2 separate regions of the Sus scrofa genome follow, and region 1 is linked to region 2. A link is a contact called in public Hi-C data. All regions are on one chromosome and are shown on one strand. The core of a region is the stretch at or near the end of the contact, and the rest is flanking DNA. Distances in the headings are between cores, read along the strand shown.

Region 1 (4,573 bases), core at 983-3,482, 300 kb after region 2:
GCTGTCCTTGCAGAAAGGCACTGCAGCCTGGGGCCTGGGCTGCTGGCATGCCACACAGCGTGTTGTCAGGTTGCTCGCCCAACCTCTTGTGCCACGGAGACGAGGAGCAGCCGCTTCACTGGGCCTGGGCCCTGGCGACGTCCCTGAAACTGCAAGTCAGCTGCAATCTTGCTCCTTGTCAGCGTGTTTGAGGATCTGCTACGTACTGTACCCAAATCACAGGAATGCAAGTTCTCTGACCACCAAACACAGAACTGATTGAGCGAGGGCTGTGTTTAAGTTGTGGTTTTGAAAGACTGGGACAAGGAGGACTTGTGTGTGGCTGATGTGCTGACCCGTCTACCTATTGGCTGCCGAGCCCTGGCTGGTTGGGAGGTTGGCTGGTTTCTGCCAGGGCTTGCCTGGCTGAGCCTAAACTGCCCTAAGGAATTTTAATTCCTATAGCTTATGGCACATTAGAAAAGTGACCTGTGATTGAAGTTGTAAAGTTGAATAAGAAAATTAAATGCCAAATTATTCTTGGTAGAAAAGGCTAGAATTAGAAATGGAATTCTAAGAATGAAAACAAAACAAAACCCCACCAACTCCCTGCATGCTATGGATGGTGTCTAAAATTATTCCTTAAATATTATTCCAACCTATAGGGGATTTTATTGCTTAAGTTGTGGGGACTTTTTTCTTGGTATAATCAACTTTATCCTTAAGTTTTTGCAAACTGACACCTGATAACAGCCAATGCCAAAGTTCAAACCTGCTACTCGGACTGGTTGTAAGTGAACTCAGCCTTACATTTAATTTACTGCTTAAATTTTTTTTTAATTCCTCTGATTTCTTCCTTGGTACAAGGCATATAGGGGCACAAGTCAGACTATTGACCATACAATTCAGAATTAGAAAGCTAATGTATGATGGTGTTAGACCGAGAAAAAAGTGCTGTTACAGTAAAATTTCTTCTCCTTTGTATATAAAGTTATCAAACATCTGCACCTATTGAAAAGAAACTATTCTCAAACTATTCCTCAGTTTGATTTCTACATAATTACTCACACTATCTTAAATTTTTCGTGATGTGTATAACCACCCAGAGCTGACATCTAAAGAAAAAGAATGCCATTTGCCTATTTAATGTCAGTTATCAATATTCAGATTTCTAGCGGCTGCCAACTGTATGGTAGTTAGACTGGGGTTGAATTCTAGAGCATGGAGGTACTTTAATTGGCTTTTTGGTTGAAATTGTATTGTTTAATGATAAAGAACATACGCTTTCCTGCATCAAGCACAGAAAACATTCAGTCCACTTTTTTCAAATTCAGCTGCAATGTGTTAGAATTTAAATCAAGCTAAGTCTGTGACCCTCCTTTCTTCCCTCCCAAAATCCATCTTGTCCACACTGAAATTATCTGACAAAACACTAGAGCCACTGGGAAATCTACCCTGAAAGAGATCAAACTGTAAATCTAGGTGCACCGACAACAACATTGTTTAGCAGTGAACAAAATGTTAGAACCGGCAATTCCTGAAGAGGCCAGTCCTGGGATGCGCTTGGGTGAGAACGTCCCTTTGGCTGGTGAGGAGCTGGAGGGTTCAGCTACATCCCTTAACGCAAAGTGTAAAAGTGTAAGAGAAGAGCCTCGGCACCCCCATCAGCGGCACCCCTTCCAGGCCAGTTCATGGGGGACGGCGGCGTCTGCTCAAGAGGAAGCTGCCCCTTCACCCCGACAAGAGAAGGTGGGGAGTGAGGTGCAGCGTGGAAGCAGGACACACTGGGGGAGGGTAAGGAGAGGGGCGATTTGCATTTTGTGTTCTCAGTCTCAGCGGACACGTTCAATCAAGCAAATTTATTTTGTTACTAAAAGGAAAGCAAGGCTCCCTCCCCTGAAATCTGATCCCTAATGAATCTGCTCGAAATCTGATTAATATTTGGTACAGAGCTTCCTCGCTTGGGAAGTTGTTTTCTTACAGGCCCTCTTCTGACACTGCAATTTAAAAATACATTGGTTATGTAAGTAACTTTCAGATTTTTTTCATTCCATTGTAGGAGCCGCTGTGGCTGCATCTGAATCAAGGGCACCTGTAAGCCAAAAATTAAATCTTAGCTAACTTAAAATTACTTTAGGCTCTGAAAACCCTTTTATATGCCAAGATGGTTCCCATAGCAGACAGGCCTGTGTTGTTTGTTTTGTGTGAAAGTGAATGATAAAAGATCCATGAAATCGACACAGAAAGCCAGAACAGCAGAAAGAACCGAGGGCTCTCCATCATTGCGGCTTCTCCCCTCTGCTGACTTGCGGAACAATGGAAGCTACACATCCAACTGCAGATCTAACACAGCTGTGCATTTCGTTAGATGAAGAGCACTAGTCACACGAGTAAATAATTAACTTATTCTGGTCCGCTGACTGTGCTTATGAGACCAGCCATAGCTGACAGATTTTAATACAAGTTAACACAAAGAGACCATAATGAGCTTAGAAGTTAAAACAAAATATTTAGACAGAATGTGATGATCTCGAATCTCAAATTAGACAGATGATTTTTTAAAGTTTGTATTTTACGGAATTCATTAGTGGGGGGAAGAGAGTTCTCAATCTTAGAACCACACTTTTCTTTTTTAGAAGGTATTTCTGTTTCAGAATTATTCACATTTTTAATCAGAGCAGGAGGTCTTTTTTTTTTTCCCCCTCTTATTTTCAAAGGAAAAATTAAAACTCTGGTTTCTCCAGGGACAGAGCCATAAAAACGTCTTCCCATGTTTAGAAAAAAGTTATAGTCACTTTCCTTTAATGCTGGTTTAAAAATGTAAATGATATGCAGTACGCCTCAGTGTGTTAACACGCCCCTGGATCCTTCAAAAGAGGATGGACTACAAATAAACCATATCGAATGGAAGCTGTTGTGAAACAATTACTGATTCATACCTTAAATGCTTACACAGCATTTCAGATTTTAAAATAAAATTTCATCCCCTGGCTCAGGCTGGTGTCTCAACCCCATTGTTTAGAGCACAGCCTCCTGGCAGGGAAATGCAAAGACACCAGTTTAACAGGCCTGGGGAACATTTAATGCACTCACAGGGGCCAAATGGGAATTAGACCACAGACCACACTACAGAACTTTTAACAAATGAAAACAGACAATAAGGAAAAACTGGAACCCAGGAAGTTAGAGCAGAAAGGTTCTACAGATACCCAGTCAAAAAATATTATTCCATTGCCATCAATCTTAATTTCAAGCTGTAAAGGCGAAGAACGTAGGGCATCTAAAGAAGCCACAAGCCTGACTGCCAAGCCACACGGGAAAGGCAAGTCAGGGGCGCCCACTGCCACATTCTGTGTCGTGCCCCAGACACTGGGGGCTCTTACGCCAATTTGTTATTTCTATTTCCGTGGCCTTGCAGAAATATAGAAATCATTTTAAGAATAGGTTTATCCAGCAAAAGTCTGGTTAATCTGACAAATCACTCTTAGAAAGTATTTCTAATCATGAACAGCAACTGACTTGTTCAAAAGTCATTTGTGGACTTTTTTTTTTTTTTAAACTAGTCTTAGTATAATGGATCCATCTCAATCCAAATAGGAGGGGGGAAAAAAGCTAAGAACATGAAAAAAAAAAAAAAGGTAAGAGAAAACTAAAACATCGTATTACTTTACAGAGACAGGAAACCAAGAAATAACTGGCAAAAAAACCTGCAATAATATCTTTAATTTGAAAACTCTTTTTGGTGTGACTTTATTAAGAATCAACTAGCAAAGTGTTGTCTATTTTGCCGACAGCTAGGTCTCCCCTTAAGATCACACTCTGCTTCACTTTTAATTGTTAAAATTATTAGTTAGCAAATATACCTCCTATGTATAACCACTTTTGGGTTAAATTTACCACTCTGAGATGGATATGTTATTTTCTGAGTGAGAGAGAATTAGTTTCCTCAATTCCCTCAATTTACACGCTGTGCGAAAAGTGCCCTGATGGTGGGGGGTAAATGACGAGGTTCAGAGCCACGAGTCCCCTCGAGGGGTGTCCCATACACATTCCCTAGAGGAAGGCTGAAAGTGAAAACACCTGTAGAGGTCACCCAGCCACACTCGAATGCTCTACGTGATGCAGGGCAAACCTGGTGGTGCATCCTGCTGAAATAACACTAATCAGAGTCTAAACTGCCTACTGTTACTGTCTGTAGGTACTGCTTAGACACGGCTATTTATTCTCCACAGTTTAATGCTCTGTGCACGGAACGAAGGTGAAATGATGCTGCCATGTTTCTTAGTCATAGTGCAAGAAGAGGGGTGGTGTTTGGTGAAGGAGCAATTACCGTGAAGCCCAATATCAATGAGGTTCCTATATGGGGGTTGGGGGGAATGCCCTCTCTAAAGGGCATCACCCCCTGGCCTCTCAGACCTGTGTAGGATGGGTCATCAAGGAATCAGGTGACCTCAATTTGGTTGGGTGCAGTTCAGCTGATGCTGCTGCCTTGGGGGTAAAGTACCACTTGCTGCTGAGCCTTAGTTGTTTGGTCTTTGGAATGGGAATACTTAGCACCCGCCTAATGAGGTAACTGTGTCACAAGAACAGATGA
Region 2 (4,676 bases), core at 1,996-4,495:
CTGAGAACTGGAGTTAGACCCTCTCTATAGCTGCTTCCCTATAAAGAAAACCATATGTACATTAGTTTAGTTTCTAACAGTTTTACTTTTCTCCATATAACTATATATTAATACTCTATTTTGAGGAAACATTTGATGTTGCCAAAGCTGTACAAACAATTTAAAAAATTATTTTCCTAACAATATTTCCGTCTCATTAGTTATCTTCACATTTACGAATGCGCCCATCTTTTATCCTTAGTAGATTTTCCTATAATTTATAGGGTCCTCGTTCAGATGATCAGCTTAGATGAGGCAAAGATTTTGATGACTAACCCATACTACCTTGCTGCCTTTTAATATAGTTACTTGACAAGCAAGTGATAGAAAAGAGAAAATAAGCAGCTTACAACAAATGGAAAGTTGACACTTTCAAATATGTCTGTCTTTTAGGTGTTATGGAAAGTATTTACCATCAACTTTTTTTGGGGGGGGGAATAATTTTTACTTCTAGGACTTACAAAATACCTAACTATTTTTCCTTTGTTTTCAGGCACTAGTCACAATTTTGGTGTCACATCAACACAATTTTCATCTTTAAATAAGTAAATTCATTTGGTTTCAGCAATTTATCATTTATTATAATAAAATGCTTTCCAGAATATAAATAATTATTCAAGATGTCACCTATGAAAAAAAGCTTAGATTAAAAAATCGTCCTGGATGTTTGCATGTGTGTACAATTATATTCTTTAGAAGCATATTCCCAAAGCTTCCATTTTATCAGTCTCACCTTGTCTATTCTCTTCTCCATAAAATTGAGTAAAACATGAATGGCTTCCATATTCATGCCATTGTATACCATGGTACTGTTTTTCAAAACTGTTTCTTTCTCAGCTGTTTTATCACTGGGCAGTTCATCTAGAGTCGTTGCCTCTTGGGCTGTTTCTTCATGGGTTAATGGACAAATGAGAACATCCAAACAAGAGACTGGAACATTGCTTAAAAGGTTGACCGCATTGCTGAAAAGCAATTTAAAAAGACAATATTTTAATTTGATTGAATAGTCCTTTAAAATGCAAACATAATAAGAAGTTCAGAAATGACTTTTAGGAGTCAATTAAAATTCTTCTTTTTCAAAATAAGCCTTTAATATTACTTGGCATTTAATGACTGAGAGAGAGAAAATAAAGAGTACTATTTCAAATATACATATGACAAATTGGAAAGATGTTAAACAGACATACACAATCACACATAATGTCATGTCACTCTCTGAAATGCTAAAATGGAATTAGTGAGCTTTAACACCAGCTCCTTAATTTTATTATAACACAATACTAGCTTTGCAGTTCTTCCTTGGGGTTTTAAATCCTTTTGTGGATCCGCTGGTGTTTTATTATTCCTTAGATTACAACATAAAACATTAGAGGAGCACAGTATATAAGCAGCTTATCACAGAGGCAACATTAAGAAACAAATACTGTAAGATTATGTTTTGTCCTTTCTAGATGTAAAAATACGATTTTTTTTGTAAGACATTTGCAGAAAATGGAAAATGATCCTTTTTCTCCCTCTTGCCCCCAGATTTCTTTAAAAGAGGCCAACATAGCTATTTTGAATCTCTATTCCTAGGCCTTTCTGCTATGTATTAATGAAATAATAAGCGTGGGATGCACACCAGTAGGGGGAACTCAAGACTTGTATTTTTTTGGTATTCCCTAAAAATCTTGTTCTGTTCCTTAGTGTATAAGAGATTAAAATGACACTAACAATTTTAAAATTAGACATGCTCTCAATTAATTGATTTTCCCCCATACATTATTTCATATTTTTTTTCATTTAAAAGGAGAGGTGATGTTCTGTGCTAACTGGATCTTAAAAGCTGGTGCCTCAGAACTTCCTGATAAACAACAATGGAGAGACAGGCATTACATTTCCTAGTGACAGAGAACCAGATCTAAAAATAACCACATCCTGACTAAAAATAAACTCTTGCAAATGCAATTTAAAAGTCTAACTACTTAGAAACTAAATTCAGGGCTTAATCTAACTGATGCTGCCTTAATTTAGCCCACAGTAGTTTATTTTAATTTAGATTAGAGTGATACTCTACAAAATAAAATAAAACAACAAAACAGAAACAAAATAAAAAATATTTTCTCTCCTTTACCCTGAAGTGTGGCTCCTTTTCTCCAAGAATATTTCCTTTCTTTTTATACTACTGGGGAAAAAATTCATAAAAACTCAAAGTTTAAAAAAGTAGACAATGGAGAACAATAAGTGGTAATGTGCAGGGAATCAAAAAAATCGGAACTAAGAACAAAAATAATGTAACAAGTCCTATAAGTAAATGGTTCCCTGTAAAACACAAGTTATTTGGTTGTCCCCACCAAGAATCTACTGCTGCTGCTATTACTACTATTATTAAGCAAAGTCCCTAATTTTGTTTATTTGGAAATAATCACAATTGGCTGAAATACAGTACTTCACCCACAAACTTTCTTTTCAAAATTTTTGTAATCACAACATTGTAGGTCAACTACACTTCAATAAAACTTTTTTAAAAATGGGGAAAAAAACATTTTTGTTAAAAAATAAGAATTTTGCAAACATCTGTAGTTCCTTATAGATAAAAATATTGTTTCAGACTTAAGCATTTGGAAACTATTATTAAATATAGATTCACTGAGGTTAAAAGAGAAAAAAAAATAGAACTCTACCTTGGAATTACTTTCTAAAACTAAAAGCCATTCTGAAATGTTAGAGGATTTTTTTTTTTTTTTTCAACACATAGGGCAACAGGCTGGAGTCCACCAAAAGTGTGATTCTCTGAGTCTACCAGAGAGAACACACTGAAAAGTTTAAGGCAATGCAGTTCATTACAAAGGAATGTTTTCCTTTATATTCATCTAAAATAAGCAGTTTCCAGGAATCTGCTAAGTTTAAGAAACGAAACATAGAGTTTGATTCAACAAATATTTGCAGGTTTTAGGCTTTTCAAGTAAAGTTCTCATTTTCTTGTTTCTTATTAAACAACTGGGTTCTCAAACAACTACAAAATTAATTTTCTGGCTCACTGTGTTTGAGCTATTCTTTTTAAGTAAGGAAAGCCAGCTTTTTGAGCTCTGTCACTTCTCTGACAGTTTTATTTGTGGTAGAAGAGTGTATGAAATTCTCCAGCTACCAGGAAGTCAGTGACTATGCACAGATCTGCACAATGGTGTTTGCATTCCTACTCCAGGGGGTAGAAATACTGTGTATATTACTCTCTCCTTTTCAGCTTCCTAGGGATCATTAATCACTGGGACATGACATCCTCCCACTCATACTCCCAGCCCCCTCCTGATATGCAAATTCAAAAGCAGGACCTATTTTGGGCTTCTTAAAGCTCTGATTAAAGTCTTGTTAGTTGTGGGAGAGAAGAGGCAATCTGAAATCCAGTCCTGTATCAATCACTGGGCTAAATATAATTTAATATCAGATGACACTGAGAAGCATAACAGCACACGTAGACCTACAGCTTGTTAACAAACCTTCCTGGTCAAATGTATCTTTTTTATATTTGGGGCTTACATATCTTTTTTCATTGTTGGAATATCTACTTGAATGAATTTCAAGATCGCGAAAAGATTTTCAGATGTAAATACATAAGTTTACTTTCATCTAACTCAGTTCAGTAATTATCTACTAATTACTTAATGCCAGGCATTGTTTTAGGCAGGTATCATGAAGAAAAGAGAGAGAAACTCCTGCCTTTGTGGAGCTTATTTTCCAATGTGGAGAGCATACTCAATGAAAAGTAAACAAACAAAAAATAAGTTAATGGAAGAGAAGGTAATAAAGGTCTAAAGGTAAAATTCAGGAGGCTGAAACGGAACATGTGAGTTGTAATTCTGAAGAGGGTAGTTTTGGGCAGACTTCACCAGACTGTGTCATTTAAGCAAAGACTTAAAAAGGATGTTAGGGAGTGAGCCCTGTGACTATGTGGGGAAGAAGAAGGGCAAGAGTGAAGGTCCCAGGACAGAGGCAGTAGGGTGTCTGAAGAACTGTGAAGAAGTTGGTGTGGCTGAACCACCATACACAGGGAGATCAGCTGGGTGACAAGAGGCCAGATTGGTTTTGCAGACTATTCCAACTGGTGAGGAAGAAGGGAAACCAAGGAAGGATGGTAGCCTGGAAGAGAGTCTATCAGTAGGAATGGAGTGATCACCTATGTCTAATGATGTGGACAGATCAAGTAAGATGACAACTGATAAAACATCCACTGGATTTAACAACACAGATGTGACCTTAATAGCAGCCATTCTGGTGGAGTAGTGGGACTAAAATGCCTGAGTAGACTGGATTTAAGAGAGAATAGTGTAAGAATCAGATAGTTGGCCTTTAGAGGAGGTTTGTTGCACAGGGCAAGAGGAGACTGGGGCCAGTGGAGAAGTATAAACTCACAGTGACCTGCTTTTTATTCTCTGCATGTGCTGTAGACATATTTTCGTTTCTGTATTTGTCCATGTTTTCTCCTGCTTAGAATGGGCTCATTCTTGATGATTAGCTCAAACTTTACTTCATTCTCAGCAAATATTTACTATGCCTTGTACTAGGTGCTAAGTATACAAAATAAGCAAAAAAAGCTCCTTTTCCTAAGAATAGGCAGCATAACATAACTTGCAGAGCAATAGGTTGAATTCTAGGTTGTC

What was found. A called contact is a pair of places that touch in the nucleus more often than the background predicts.
Region 1: a contact with region 2 is called in a Hi-C map of skeletal muscle, with 3 times the contacts expected there. The contact joins two enhancer-like sites. A contact is called at or near these places in 3 of 47 Hi-C or Micro-C datasets (embryonic fibroblasts, epiblast stem cells and skeletal muscle).

The regions. Positions count from the first base shown.
Region 1 is chr5:13,822,364-13,826,936 of Sscrofa11.1, forward strand. The region is part of intron 23 of POLR3B (DNA-directed RNA polymerase III subunit RPC2); the gene reads right to left. Among named protein-coding and RNA genes, the nearest start is that of RFX4, 66 kb to the left of the region's middle. Within about 2 kb of position 2,233, at least 17 of the 83 cell types and tissues checked have an H3K27ac peak or open chromatin away from gene starts, as enhancers often do. A contact at or near this core is called in skeletal muscle, where this site is marked.
Region 2 is chr5:13,522,181-13,526,856 of Sscrofa11.1, forward strand. It overlaps RIC8B (synembryn-B), which reads right to left. Exons shown (of 11, transcript XR_002343919.1): 5 at 773-1,001; 6 at 1-38. Among named protein-coding and RNA genes, the nearest start is that of RIC8B, 56 kb to the right of the region's middle. Within about 2 kb of position 3,246, at least 11 of the 83 cell types and tissues checked have an H3K27ac peak or open chromatin away from gene starts, as enhancers often do. A contact at or near this core is called in skeletal muscle, where this site is marked.